Regions from separate parts of the Mus musculus genome. Here region 1 is linked to region 2. A link is a contact called in public Micro-C data. All regions are on one chromosome and are shown on one strand. Each heading gives the region's core, a stretch centred on a gene start, on an enhancer-like site or on the middle of the called end of the contact. The rest is flanking DNA. Distances are from core to core; before and after follow the strand shown.

The links. A called contact is a pair of places that touch in the nucleus more often than the background predicts.
Region 1: a Micro-C map of the G1E-ER4 cell line shows a contact between it and region 2. The contact joins the enhancer-like site here to the promoter of Bcl2l13 in region 2. A contact is called at or near these places in 1 of 39 promoter capture datasets (neural stem cells), 5 of 484 Hi-C or Micro-C datasets (the G1E-ER4 cell line, embryonic stem cells and nephron progenitors), 2 of 115 datasets of contacts at active chromatin or transcription factors (both in embryonic stem cells) and 1 of 9 other capture datasets (pancreatic islet).

Annotation. Positions count from the first base shown.
Region 1 is chr6:121,095,386-121,100,010 of GRCm38.p6, reverse strand. All of the region lies in intron 1 of Mical3 (microtubule associated monooxygenase, calponin and LIM domain containing 3), which reads left to right. Among named protein-coding and RNA genes, the nearest start is that of Gm4651, 33 kb to the right of the region's middle. Within about 2 kb of position 1,265, at least 45 of the 459 cell types and tissues checked have an H3K27ac peak or open chromatin away from gene starts, as enhancers often do. A contact at or near this core is called in the G1E-ER4 cell line and pancreatic islet, where this site is marked.
Region 2 is chr6:120,834,851-120,839,774 of GRCm38.p6, reverse strand. It overlaps Bcl2l13 (BCL2-like 13 (apoptosis facilitator)), which reads right to left and starts at 3,545. Exons shown (of 7, transcript NM_153516.2): 1 at 3,418-3,545. Gm38889 (a long non-coding RNA gene) reads left to right here and starts at 3,581. Exons shown (of 3, transcript XR_869411.3): 1 at 3,581-3,671.

The DNA.
Region 1 (4,625 bases), core at 16-2,515, 260 kb before region 2:
GCAAGAGCCGTGATGAGCGAGTGTAAATGTAGGTGCCATAGGAGCTGAGGAAAGGGAGCCAGGAGTTCTTCCCAGAGCCTTGAAAGGCAGGCTAGTGGCCAGCTGAGAAGAGCTTTCTAAAAGATGAGAGCAGCCATGAGCAAGCACACGGAGCCCGTCTGTCCCCAGGGCCTGGGTTTGCCTCATCGCACTCTATAGACAGTTTATGGAGGTGGGATTCGCCCTGAGTAACAGCGTGGAAATCATGTTGAAAGTCAGGTAAAGGGGGAGAGATGGGAGAGCAAGATTGTTGTGGAAGGAGTCACTTTCTGAAGGGAGCATTCTCATTTCTGGGAGCTGGGTGCTCTCTGGTGCAGCTCCTCCACTCTGTCTTTGTGACACTGTCTGACAGACTCTGACTGTCTCCAGATAGAGAGGCAACGACCCACTCAAGAAAGCTCTCTGTGTCGTCTTGGGAGTACACTGGGTTTACTATAGGAATATGGGTCATCTCAAAACAGTGGCATCACTATATAGTTCCATTTCAGTGTGGGTAATGGCCTCTCAAAAGCTGTCTCAGTAAAGCCCCCACCCCTGTCAACCTTCTGCTTCTGTACTGAGGTGATTTCCCACCACATGCAGCTGGGGCAGGACTGCATGTCACTGGGAGTCCCCCACTCCCACACCCATACCCAGAGACAGCCTTTCAGGAATATTGTGAAAGGTGTTGGAGATAATGCAGAGCCGGTGGGCATGGCTATAGGCCATTGACGCTGTAATTTATGAAATAGGAATTTTTATGTAACTTTCATCAATTATAGAATGAGTCTTGTCTGGGTTTCCCTCAATCCTTGAAATATATTTTAAAAAAAGCGTCTTACTTGGAGGTTGGATTTGGCCACTGGTTGGAGTTTGTCCACCCCCAGCAGTTGGTAATAATTCAGATGTAGCCCAGCAGAGGTGGCGCACACCTTCAATCCCAGCACTTGGGAGGCAGAGGCAGTCCGATCGCTGAGTTCAAGGCCAGCCTGGTCTATAGAGTGAATTCCAGACAGCCAAGACTATACAGAGAAACCCTGTCTAGGGAGTGGGGGTTGGGGAATCAGATGTAACATGACAAAGGACTGGGCCAGGATGTTGGCATTGAAGATAAAGAGGAAGGGACCTGATGCCAGAGACCCTTTGGAAAGAGGATTCTGATTAGATAGCAGGGAGGAGAGGGAGGAGCCCAGGCAAGGCAGGAGCTGCTGAGTAGGTGCTTCCGGACCCAATTGGTAAAGCTGGCTCTATTTCCATGTGCCAAGAGCATGTGCCACTGCTGGGGAAAGCCCAGGGGGAGCAGAGTCCTGTCTGTGCTGCCAGGTGCCTCTCTGACGTCACCCTGCGCATGCCTCCTTGCCTGTCAGCTTCTTTTGCTACCCTGGTTTTAGGTGCACTGCAAAATAGGACCTGCTGTAACTTGGTTGGGGCTGCCCTTGGAGTTATTTGGGGGGCGGGTCTTTTGTCAACGCTTCCCAGTCAGGAGAAGCCACAAGAGCAGCAAGCAGTAGAGAGTCCCACTGCCTGCTATCTAGATGTATGTATTAGATCTCATTGTTCCCGTTTGCTCCGGTTACTTTACCATTCATTGTGCCTCTCTATTCAAAATGCCTCAGTGCAGATTTATCAAAAGATAAGACAGTGCTCCTTGGCCACGGTACAGAGCGCTAGGGCACTTAGCATGGATGTGGAACTGTAGTCTGATTGTTTCTGACGCTACTGTGCCTCCCGTAGCTGTTCTTGCTAGATGGCTGCCATCCTCGGAGAGACGCTCATCACAGGAGTGGATGCTAACAATCCTAATGGCAGGATTGATTCTCCTGTATCCCACCTACTACTCACTGGTCCCGCCATGACAAGCAGCAGCCTAGAGGGAGGGTCACCTGCTATTACTGTCTTGAACTTGAGCGGTGGTTCCCCATCTTCCTAATGCTGCAACCCTTTAATACACGGCCTTTTATAGTGGTGACCCCCAGCTATAAAATTATCTTTGCTGCTACTTCATAACTAATTTTACTACTGTCGTGAATAATGATGTAGATTTCTGATAATCGACTCCATGGAGGTTGCGACACACAGACACACAGGTTGAGAACCGCTGAGTTCTCACATGGCTCCTGCTGTCGCTTCCCGCTTCGCCGGGATGCCACTCCATAGGGAACTATGTGCACCTGAGAGCTGGCGTAGTTTTCTCTGTTCTCTTTCATTGCATCTCAGTATGGAACATGATCTTCTCTAAGATGTGCCCTCTCCAGGCTTTGTCTGAGAAGCAGAAACTATCAGTAAGTGTCAGTAATTTGCTTTGGAAATAAAGTATGTGGGGGGCGGGATCCTAACATTTTGGACTTGGGCCAAAATGATTCTCTTTCTGCTACTTTAGATAGACCAAACCCAAGCTGGGCAGTGGTGGCACACGCCTTTAATCCCAGTTCTCTGGAGGTGGAGGCAGGTGGATCTCTTGAGCTCAAGGCCAGCCTGGTCTACACACACACACAGAAAGAGAGAGAGAGAGAGAGACAGACACGCACACAGACAGACAGACAGACAGACAGTGTTAGTTAGTTCCAGGACAGCCAGGGCCACACAGAGAGGGGAGAAAAAGACTGAATGGAGAAATGGGGTGTTGAGCTGCATGTCCGTGGTTCCTTCTGAGTTGCTTGCACAGCTCCATGGGATGTGATTCTGCTCAGGTAAGGGACGCGGAAGGGAAGGGAAGTGTCCTCTGAGTGTAAAGTGGATGGCCCACTGCAGTGAGTGAGCAAACCCCCTCCACTTCCCTAAACACTCTCTGCCTTCCTTGTAAGTGTTCTGAGCCTTTGTAGATTTGCCCCGGGGCCCTTCTCGGCTTCGTTATTACTGACCTGCCTCTTCAGAGCCAAGCCATCCAGGACCTGTGAAACCCAAGTCTGGAGTCCCTGTCAGATGTAGTCTTGAGGCCTTGCCAGGCATTGAGAGGCTGGCCAGCCACCGTCTGTGGGGGGGATGACGTGGTGCCTCTGCATCTTCTGTACCCTCTCTTCCCATCCCATGCCCGATGAGAAACTCTGGGGTCTGGTGCCCGGTGGAAAGTTCAGAAGTCACTGGGTGGTTTTGTCTTATATTCGAAAATTTGTCAGGGAAGGTGTTGGCCACCGGATGTGAGAGTCAAACCAGGCAGGGGTGTTCTGACATAGCCACAGGGCCCTTCACTCACTGCTTCCTCCACATAGATGGGGCCGTGCTCGCCGCTCATGCAGGGGTACAGCTGCTCGGGCTGGCCAAGCTGCTGTAGCCAGCCTGCATGTTCCCCTGGGACCCGGGAGTCCATGGAATCCACAAGGCCACACACATTTAACTTTTGCAGAGACTTAGGGTGGTGGGGTGGGGAGGTGTAGAGGTCATGGGCTCTGTTATCAGAGTTTACAGTTCACTTTGGAAGTCAATATAACATGAAAGTAGCCAGTGACCATCAGGAAGGACACAGAGTCAGGTCTAAGGTCACGAGCAATCCCAGCCTCAAAGGCAGCAGTGGCTGTTTGGATCTGCTCCTGGTATGCCTGCGTCAGGGCCTCTGCACGGTCCCTACCCCTTAGCAGAAACCCCTTTGCTAAGGTACCACAAACCCCGAACACCTAAAAACCCTAAAACCCAGGTCTTGAGGCTCTAGTCCTGGCTCCTACAGGAGGCTGAGGCCGGAGGATTGCCTGAACTCAGGAGGCTAAGACCAGGCTGGGCTGTTGTATTGCAGGGAAAAATAATCTTAGCATGGCTGGACGTGGTGGCTCATGCCTTTGGGCAGCAGAGGCAGGCAGATCTCTGTGAGTTTGAGGCCAGCCTGGTCTACAGAGGTGAGTTCTAGGACAGCCTGGGCTACACAAAACAAAGTTCAGCGCCTAATGTGGAAGGAGTCTGTGCTACGTAGGTGTTTGGTAAAAAGAGCTTTCTCTGTACTTCTTCCTATTAACGTAGAGGCTTCATGAGGTCGGCCTGTCACCTGCTTTTGCAGAGTCTTGGCCTGTCCTTGAGAATGGCCATAAAGCAGGCAGAGAGGACACAGAGTGAGTGAATGGGCTGTGGGGACACATTGGCCTGGTAAAGTGTCTGGGAGCATCAGCACGCACAGACAGTGTGTGGCCTGCAGATCCCTGTCACTCTGTGGTTGGGTCTGGGTGAGCCGACTGCAGAGCGGGAGAGAGAAATGGCCGCAGCAGTGTGATCAGCAGCCTGCCTGGAGCCGCTTCCCTGTGTTGCTTCCTCAGCACCTCTGGATAAATCCATTCAGGCAAGTCCAGGTTCACAGAGGGGCACAGGACGACCTGCTGGGTAGACAGGTGCGATGCCACGGACCAACCTGCAGCAGCTCTTGAGGCGCTGAGGATTGTTAAACTTTTAGGCTAAGAGGCAGGTTGGGACTTTGGTATTTGTGGTAACTTAATTTTGTTCTAAATTTAGGGACAGTCAGGGCTAGAACAGGGGACTCCTGTTTATTACATACTGAGAGACAGATTGACCCATTGTTTTTGCATGTGTGTTGTTTTGAGATTTGACCCTCCCCTTCCCCCCCAGCTTAACCTGTAAGTTATATGTTGTATCCCTGGGCTTCCAAGTGCTTCAGTGGGTGTTCCTGA
Region 2 (4,924 bases), core at 2,296-4,795:
CACCCACATGGTGGCTCACAACCATCCCTAACTCCTATCCTAGATGTTCCCCATCCTGACCTCTGCAGGCATCACGCATCCACAAGGTGCACATACACTCACATAAAACAAAATGAATACATCTAAGAAAATTTTTTTAATCTTGGTGAAAATTTCATTTTTTTAGAATGAGAAATGACTCAAAATGATGTCTGAAAACTGAGAAAAGACAATGGAGATACTAAGTGTTTACAATTTTATGTCTAAAATATTTCATAAGAAAAATTGCAAAAAAAAAATTGTTTGGACAGTGTAACAGGACGGCTCCAGCGTAAGTAAAGCCACTTGCTGCCAAGTCTGACCAAGTCCCAGGACTGGCACAGCAGAGGCCGAGAAGAAACCTCCACGTTGTCCTCTAACCCCGGATCAGCTTCAGATCTATAAAACCCTGTCATTAAAAAATGAGAAAAAGAAAAAAATCTGCCAGGTAGTATACACCTTTAATCCCAGCATTCTGGAGGCAGAGGCAACAGGATTTTTCTGAGTCTAAGGACAACCTGGTCTACTCTGGTCTATACAGCTAATTCAGGACAGCCAGAACTACATAAAGAAATCCTGTCTCACAAACAAACAAACAAAAAAGGTGTGTGTGTGGGGGGGGGTGTTTAAAGTGTATTAATGAGTACTTTTTCCTTGTTCTTTTTCTTTTTCTTCTTAAAGGTTCAAGACATGATTTACTTTTTAAAACTTTCTATTAATTACGTGTGGGTGGGTATGCGCACACAATGCAGTGCCCACAGAGGTATGAGAGCTCCTGGAGCTGGGGTTAGCGGTTAGCTGTCTCATATGGGTGCAGGGAATCACACTCAGACCCTCAGGAAGAGCAGTACATGCTCATAGCCATCTCTCCAGCCCCGCCCCCAAAGTTAAGACAAAGTCTCCCCTCTAGCCCAGATGATCTCCCTGCCATCTTACCCAGCCTCCCCTATGTTAGATCTACAGAGTGCGCAGCTTCACCATTTCCTTTTACAAATTGAAGGTGAAGACAATGAGATAATGGGAGAGGTTAACGGGGAAGCAGGGGTAAAAATGACAAAAATATACTATATAACTGTATACATTTGCCAAGTAAAAATATGTTAAGCCGGGCGTGGTGGCGCACGCCTTTAATCCCAGCACTTGGGAGGCAGAGGCAGGCGGATTTCTGAGTTCAGGGCCAGCCTGGTCTACAAAGTGAGTTCCAGGACAGCCAGGGCTACACAGAGAAACCCTGTCTCGAAAAACCAAAAAAAAAAAAAAAAAAAAAGTTAAAAGATGGGTAGATTTAACCTTTCATGTTATTTGGCTAAATTCAATTTCCAGGGTACACCCCTGAACATAGACACAGGTCATTTCAGATAGATGTGGTAGTTCCCCTCTGGAATCCTAGCATTAGGGAGGCTGACTGTAGGCTCAAGGCTAACCTAGACGGCTCAGTGGTTAAGAGCACCAACTGCTCTTGCAAAGGTCCTGAGTTCAAATCCCAGCAACCACATGGTGGCTCACAACCATCCATAATGAGATCTGATGCCCTCTTCTGGTGTGTCTGAAGTCACCTACAGTGTACTTAGATATAATAATAAATAAATCTTTAAAAAAAATGCTTCAGTGGGTGAAAGCAGCTTGAGTTTAATCCTAGAGCCCATGTAAAGATGGAAAGAAAAAACTGACTCCCAAAGTTGCCCTCTGGCCATGCATGGTGACACAGGCCCTCAAAGGAAGAGTCAGGTGGACAGCTATGAGTTTGAGACAATCCTGGTCCACATAGGAAACTCTAGGACAACCAGGACTACACAGAGACCCTGTGCCCCGCCTCCCCCCAAATGAAACAAAGTTGCCTAACGCCCTACACACATGTGTATCCAAACAAACAATTACACCCACAATAATAGTAAAATTTAACATTTTAAAGTGACAGTCATGGCTGGGTACTCCTGGATCTCCATTCAGGGGAGGAAGAAAAGGTAGGATCTACCAGGCAGTGGTGGCACATGCCTTTAATCCCAGCACTTGGGAGGCAAAGGCAGGCGGATTTCTGAGTTCGAGGCCAGCCTGGCCTACAAAGTGAGTTCCAGGACAGAGAAACCCTGTCTCCACAAAAAAACAAAAAACAACAACAACAACAACAACAAAACAGAAAAGGCAGGATTTGAGTTCAAGGCCAATTTAGGATACAGTTCAAAAACCAAAACAAAACAAATGTTATTTTAAGGACTAAAAAAAAAAAAAATAGTTTAGAATAGTGCCTGATCATCCAGAGCCAAGAGACTTTGTAGAAAAACTGTATAAATGTTTTCAATTCGCTGTTATAATCATCCAGGACACATTTATCCAACTGTGTATGTGAAATGTAAGTGATTCACTACCCACACACTTGCCTAACTCTTTATGTGTTAAAACAAAATGGAAGAAAGGTATTTCAAGGGTGTGGCAATACATCTAAGGTCACACAAGTTAGGGCAGAGAGCATCAACAGTCTGGTTTATACCAAGCCTCCAAGGGGAATATTGGAAATTTTGCAAAAACTTTTTTTTTAAATATCAGACAGAGGGGCCTGTCAGCATGGTTCAAAACTTTTAAACACAGAGTAAAACAGACCTCTTAGATAAACACTTGTGTGTGGGAATGGCGAACTGTTTAGCCGAACTATCAGTCAAAAGCATGTGAATTTCTGGGCAGATCGCTTCAATTTTTACCCCTAAGTAAAATCCTCAACTTAGCCTAGGCTACCTCCTTCACAGGACTATAATGTAAAGGCAAGAAATGCAGGATGCCGCGAAAATGTGAGGAGGGATTTTAAAAAGAGAAAAACAAAAAACCCCGAATCACTGTGAAAGGCATCGCCTTCGTGTGGTAAGAAGACCTAGTCTGTTTTGTTTTGTCTTGGGGGTGGGGGGGGGTGGCGTGGGACCGTGAATGGGTGTCAAAACGCAGCCAGCGCTGAGACTGAGAAACAAGCCTTCACACTGTGACAGGACACCACTAGCGAAGCTAATCTATAATCGGTCTAAGTGAATGGCACACGCTTCCCTCCTCCAAGCGAGAATTCACGCTTCCTAGTCTGCCCCCCAAAACAGACCCTGCTTCCCAAAGCCGAGATCTGGGTGAAGAACAGAATGTAGAGCAAGGGTGAGTTCCAGAGCCTCAGGCAGCCACACAGCCGGTTCAAAAGCCGCCCGGCGTGGGGGCGCACTGGACAGGTCGGATTCACCCCAAACAGCCCCTCAGAAGTTCCGAGACGCCGCGGCGGAGCAGCACGGTCCTCCTCCCTCAGGCCCGGTCTCTCCCGCGCCCTGGGCAGCACCGTGGTCAGCTCGGTGGTCTCCAAGACCCCTTCCTCAGCGGATGGAAACCGCTCCACCAGCCACCAGGGCCGCCCCAGAATCCCACTCCCCTCACCTGGCTCCAGCCCTGCCCCACAAGGGACGAAGGAGACGGCGGCGGCGGCAGCAGGGGCTTCCCACGGGGTGCAGGAGCGACAGTGGCTGCTTCGACCCGCGAACCTAATCTACCGCCGCCGCCATGTTGGACGGTGAGGTCACCCTGGCGCGCCTACGTCACGGCGGCGTAGGGGCGGGGCCCGGGCGTAATGCCAAGCCGGAAGCCAGCGGCTCGGTCAACTGGAAACGAAGCAGGGTCACTGACACCTGCTGGTCAGTTTGCGCAGGCGTGACCTGTGTACGAAGCTGTCCTGTGCCTCTCTTTCCAGGAGCCGCTTAAATCCTCGATTCTGGACTTCATAAGTATCTTCACCCAGTCATTTCCGGTGCTAGTTAGGGCGAAGGGTGATGAGGTAGACACCACCGCACGCCTGCTCACCCCTGTGTGGGACAAGAAGCTGGTGGCATAGCAGAAGCAGAGTTCTGCAGACTTTTGCGTTCCTGGAGTACTAAAGCCCTCAGGTTACTGGTCAAGACTGCACTTCCTAGGGCTGCCAGGAGATTGTCCTGAAAGTTAGGAAAGCAATTTAAAGGCAGGGTGGAATGACTAGGTTGAGACAACTCAGGATCCGGGCACCATGGTGATAAAAAGAGTCTTATAGTAGTAATCCATTTTTTACTCGCACTGCCTGGCAAGCTGCCTGGACTATAGTTTCTTATGTTTGTTTCTTGACTCTACAAAAGCATGTCCAACCTGTGGTCCAAGATAAACTGAATGCTTATCAACCAGAAAGAAAAAGAAATAGATTGGGGCTGGAGAGTTGGCTCAGTGGTTAAGAGCACTGACTGCTCTTCCAGAGGTCCTGAGTTCAAATCCCAGAAACCACATGGTAGGTTCACGACCATCTGTAATGAGAACTGATACCCTCTTCTGGTGTGTCTGAAGACAGTGACAATGTGGTTACATATAATAATGAATAAATCTTAAAAAAAAAGAAAAAGAAAAATAGATTTACTTAAACCATGAAGGCTGTGTATAACCCGATTATCTAGTTGTTCAGCAAGAGCTTTTTAGATCGTGTAAAAAGGTCAAGATATCTAGGCAAGATAAACACCCTGCATTAGCCAGCTTGAGTTTCAGCCTGTGTTACTGAAATGAAGTGACAAAGTAACACAAACAGCACAGAAGATTAGGAGTTAGAAGGCGGTTGAAGGCGGTTGCAATCAGTCAGATCAGAAATGATAAATGTGTCCAGTTGCTTGTACAGGCTGGTAATCCCAACACTCTGAAGGCTGAAGCAGGAGGATAAATTGGAGTCTGGCTACATAGTGAATCTTATCTTTAAAAAAAATAATAAAAGATTGATTACAAAACTGACTGGGGACCATTGATATGGCTCAGGTTGCAAAAGTGCTTACTGTAAGCCTAATGATCTGAGCTGGATCTCTGGAACACACATGGTAGAAGAAGAAAACCATCGCTAGCAAGTAGATTTCTCTGACCACACTGCCTAACCCCACCTCCC